Regions from separate parts of the Capsicum annuum genome. Here region 2 is linked to region 1. Evidence: chromatin contacts called from public Hi-C data. All regions are on one chromosome and are shown on one strand. Each heading gives the region's core, a stretch centred on a gene start, on an enhancer-like site or on the middle of the called end of the contact. The rest is flanking DNA. Distances are from core to core; before and after follow the strand shown. Region 1 holds the start of LOC107864091 (cyclin-T1-3). Region 2 has its middle 11 kb from the start of LOC124896617.

The links. A called contact is a pair of places that touch in the nucleus more often than the background predicts.
Region 2: a contact with region 1 is called in a Hi-C map of bud, with 3 times the contacts expected there. The contact joins the enhancer-like site here to the promoter of LOC107864091 in region 1. A contact is called at or near these places in 2 of 5 Hi-C or Micro-C datasets (bud and leaf).

The regions. Positions count from the first base shown.
Region 1 is chr3:25,907,801-25,910,500 of UCD10Xv1.1, forward strand. LOC107864091 (cyclin-T1-3) reads right to left here and starts at 1,390. Exons shown (of 7, transcript XM_016710353.2): 1 at 1,161-1,390; 2 at 1-83. The coding sequence starts at 78.
Region 2 is chr3:25,954,480-25,957,179 of UCD10Xv1.1, forward strand. No RefSeq gene overlaps it. Among protein-coding and RNA genes, the nearest start is that of LOC124896617, 11 kb to the left of the region's middle. Within about 2 kb of position 1,317, at least 5 of the 5 cell types and tissues checked have an H3K27ac peak or open chromatin away from gene starts, as enhancers often do. A contact at or near this core is called in bud and leaf, where this site is marked.

The sequences.
Region 1 (2,700 bases), core at 140-2,639:
CTGGTTTCTACCGTAAAAAGACCTAGAGTCTCCACAAAAAGGGCCACCTTGTGAATAGTAAGTCTGCCCGAGCGCCATGGTCCCTGTTCAATTCAAAATAAAAATCAGTACAAACTGAATTCCATCAATTTCTCCTATCACAGAAACAAACATCCAATTTGGTATACTCTGTGAATTATCATGAAGCTATACTCTCTTAAAGCCTAAGACCCATAAAAAAATATTAAAAAAATATATAAAGACTGAAACTTTCATACTAAAGCTACAGTATTTTCAAACAAAACCAAATAAAACAAAAAACGAAGTCCTTTCTGCAAAGCCAGTTCCATACACAATCCACTAAACGACACAAAGTCACGTTCATCAGCCTAAAAAGCATAAAAACATAAGAAAGACTGAAACTTTCATACTGAAACTACAGTATTTTCAAATAAAACAAAAAACTAAGTCCTTTTCGCAGAGCCAGTTCCCTTCACCATTATGCATTAACCGACATAAAGTCAAGTTCATACGACCGCAAACATGATTGCTGAATCTTCGTACCCTAACTAAAACTAGACTCAAATAGAACTAGAACAAAATTCACCGCAAATAAACCTTCATAAATACGACGAAACTACCACCAACTATTCTTTTTCTACAATCCCATGAAACAACAACCGATCATCCGAATTTAATTGCAGAGAAAAAAACACCTCAAACTACATCAAAATTAGTTATAATTCAAAAAAATAAAAAATAAAAATCACCAACCACCAATCGATCCAATCAAGTAATATACTCTGAATAATTAGCAAAAATTTTCAAGTGCCAATTTTTTTTTAAAAGAAAAACTCAAGTATCATAAAACTTAAGGATATCATCACCATCTAAATAAAAACTTGAATTAGCTCAGGAACATATATTAGAAATGCTCAGGAACATATATTAGAAATACCCAAATTATATATATATATAGATAGATAGATAGAGGTGCCAGTTTTGCAAATAATAATAATAATAATAATAATAACAAATAAATAAATAAATAAATAAAAACTCATCAAAGCTACGTATCAGATAGATCCTCGAAAAACGAAAAAATCAAAGGTATGATTATGAATCAAAATACAAATTAAAGTAGATAAAAGATGTAACTTTTATTTTGGAAAGGAAATTACCAGAATATAGCAAGGGAAAAGAGATGGAGAGAGTGCGTAATGGATCGGAAGAATCGGCGAATTTTACAAAGGAATTGCTTGAGAGAATAGGGTTTGGAGATTTGGTGAAGGAGAGAATATATGATAGGGTAATTTATTTGGAATTTGGACAAAGAAAGCGGTCATTCTTATTGTGTTATTGTGGGTGTATTTGGAATTTGGACAGATAATTGTGTTATTGTGTTATTCAACTATACTCGCTTTTTCTTGTTACTTTTTTTTTAGTTCATATATTTTGATGACCTAAATTATTTTTTTAAATCAAAAATAAGGACAAATAATATAAATTCCGATATTTTAAAATTTAATTATAAATTTTTTTAATATTTTATATAATTATTAAAAATTTTAATTTTGAATCTATCGATACATAATTAGTTTCAAATACATTTAACGAAAATACAATTTTCTTCTATAAAGCTACAATAATTAACTCACAATATATTTTTTTCAATTCTGTAGATGTTGAGATACATAATACATCCAACGAAGGTGCATTTTTTTGTATAAAGGTACATAATTAGCTTCTAATTTTTTTTTTAATTTTTAATTTGTCGAAATATATAATACATACAACGAAGATATATTTTTTTCTTGTAAAGATACATAATTAGCTCCTGATATATTTTTCTCGCTTTTGAATCTGTACAGATACATAATTAGCTTTTCAATACATCTAATAAAGTTACATAATTAATTGAAATTTTTATAATTACTTTGTGAGAATAAAAATTTATGTAAATATGTTAAGTTAATGTGTATGTTTATGTTATTTTTTCATAAATTAATCTGTCATGTTTTAATTAATTTGTACATGTGTTAGATTGATTTTATATGTTATTTGTCATCTTCTATCACTTACACGAGGATAATTATGTTCATTGAAATTAAATGTGACCTATAATGGTGGTGGAGCACATATTTAAGGAGTGTTAATCCATATTCATTCGCTAGAGAATTACATAATTAAGTTACATATATATATATATATTGGTTGAACATATAAATAGATAATTAAAATTGAAATGATTTTTCACTTCGTATCAACTCTAAATACGTGTATATAAATTCTTCCTAATGTTTTTTTATAATTCATAACTCAAATTCAAAACTTTGCTAGAAATTTTATTAGTTATTCTACCATAATATTTGTTGTTCCTTGTTGGGTTTTTGGTAGTTGAGTTTAGCCACAAGCATACAAAACTACACTGATTTGTTATTTTTAACGGAAAAAGCTCAAAAATAATCTTGAACTATTCGAAATAGCTTAAAAATACTCTTCGTTAGATTTTTGGCTCAAAAATACCCCTTCGTTAAATATTTGGCTCAAAAATACCCCTTCCTCTAACAGAATTCGAAAAAGGATTAAAAATACCTCTGAACTATCGGAAATAGATCAAAAATACCCCTCTGTTAAATATTTGGCTCAAAAATACTCCTCCCTTAACGAAATTAAATTATTTCGATTATTTCGTTAATTTATATAAAGTTCATCATTTAA
Region 2 (2,700 bases), core at 67-2,566, 47 kb after region 1:
TAGCAATTAACCTAACTAATTATGGTAAAAATCAATAAAATCCCACAAGAAAACGTAATTTGTTTGTTATTCCACCTTTTTAAACAAAATCTCTTCCATAATCAGTTTTTAGATAGCAAACTATTCAAATGAATTTTTTTTTCTTGATTTTGTTTGAGATATTTGCAATGAATATTTCAGTGTTATTACGTCATTCCGGCGTTGGATTAACGAAATAAAGTATGAGGGCTATAAGAGTGACGAAATCATTGGTGAACATGTAACTTATGATAAATTGATTTCAGCCATTGTTGTAGAATTGAAAATTGATGAAAGTAGGAAAAAAAATTAAGGCTCGTTATCTAATTGATAATAATGCGACATCGTTGTTGATTTGTAATGAGATCGGTACGAAGCTTTATATCAAATACTTTCATTCTGCTTTACTATCACAATTACCATCTGAAATAAAGTCGGCAAAATTTGCATTTGCGTTTCTTTGTCATGCCTTTCCTATTAAAGAAAATTTTAAATTAGTACCATTAAAATATTACTATCAAGAAATTAAAAACTAGTGAAGGACACTTAGTTCAGGATTTTGTCCTTCTGCTGCAAGTGTAAGGGGAGTTAGACAAAACTCTCTCTCTAAAAGGCCCGTCGAGAGAATGACCGACACCACCACCTATTCCGATGCCGTATCAACTCAACCCCCGACAAAGCCACCGGATCCACCACCATAAGGTAAGGGTGATACCATGGACATAGACCCAGTTGGTAAACAAACCTTCAAAGATGTCTTACGAGATAAACACTCGGATTTAAACCAATCCTATGAGTACAACATGCTATAGGCTAATTGCGAGGATGCTGAGGAATTCGATATGGACGCCATCCCAATTTCAAACGAAGAGAAAGCTCGGATATACCTCCCATGAAAATACTCAGTTATTATTAAATTGGTGGGTAAGAAAATTAGCCATCAATACCTACGTACAAAGTTGATGAAGCTCTGAAAACCCACCGAAAACCTGATTCTAACAGATCTAGGGAAGGATTTCTACATAGCAAAGTTCAGCATGATCAAGATAAAAAACAAAGCCCTTCACGAAGGACCGTGGTTCGTTGCTGGAAAGTTTCTCTCTGTCAAACAATGGGAGTCGAACTTTGCACCACAAAACTCTACGCTGACCCACACGGCTGTCTGAGCTCGACTACCAAATTTGCCAACCGAATTCTACGATCGAAGTATCCTGGAAAATATTGGGAGAAAGTTGGGGGCACTATTAAAGATCGATTCTTACATATTGGCGACACTACAGGGACGATATGCAAGGATATGTGTGCATGTGACACTCCACTCGCCGGTCAAAAAGTCAATTACCATCGGTTCCCACAAACAACAAGTCATATACGAGGGAGAAAGGTCCCTCTGTGTCAATTATGGCCACATTGGACACACCTTGCCCCATTGGCCAAACACGACACCAGAAAATCCTCTGGCCCAAGAAGCCACTATAACAACCACCGACTCCAGCACTCCGTCCGTGGAAGAACATTGGAAAACTGTAATTTTTTCAAAAAAAAATGTAAAATCAAAAGGGAAACCCACCAAAAAAGGCTCAGCTGACAAAAGGGTCGTTCAAACCCCAACCCAAGTAAAAGCTTTCGATGCAGCAACAAGTAAATTTCTAGCCCCTAATGTCTCCCTCACCCCTGTAAATCAAAAGGACAAAAGAAAGGTGAGATCGACAAATGCTAACTCTTCTCCTTTGACTAACAAGGTCAACTTGGCCTCCCCAAGAAAATCTCAAGGGGAAGGCTCAAGTGGTGACCCACTACCATACAAATCTTTTTTACTCCCTAACCTCCTCTGAAGGACACAAAGGTATGGATGGCCCCATTGCCCCACAGCTTGTCAACAAAGAGGCCCCACCTTGCTCATCAGAGAGCCATGAAGGCTCCCTAAGCCTCCTTCAGAACGCCTCGACTTTCCACATTAACTCCATATCCTTCACTATCCCACCAAGGGCTTTTAGTAATCATCATATCGGAGCTATTGACAAGACAATCAGGGTCGAATCAATTAACTCCAACCTACCTAATCCCCTCTCTACTCAATAAAAGGGATGTATACAATCTCCTCACTCATCTTCTGTCCAGAATAGAACTAAAGATGGAAAACTTCAACATGGGAATAACCTCAGCTCCAAACACCCCCTAATTCTGGTATCGGCTCTACTACTACCAGACCACAACCCCCAGTCAGGACTGGGGGAGCTGACACTATAGGACTTGAGCTTCACTCTAAATGCAACAGTTCACAACCAACCAGTAGTACTTCTAATCCATAACCTTCACTACTTGGCAAGACTAGTCAGAGATTGCATAGACCATGCAGTTTAAAGACTAGGAAGCCAAGTGTGGATGCAAGCTCTCCTTCAGGCTTAACTAGTACAGAATGTGGGACACCTCTCCACAGAGGAATACAACTTCCTAATGAGCTAGACCTTTTATAGCCTGACCTTGTTCCCCACAAGTATGTCAACCACACTAGTCAATCCCCCCTTCATCCCCTGGACACCCCAGAGACAACTCTTCCAAAACATTTCCCCACATACCCAGGGAGAAAATCTAGAAAGAGGAAAAATCACTCTAACAGACTCTCTAAGGCAGTGCAACCAGGAACTCTAAGGGATTCTGGACTCTTTTGGAGAACAAGAC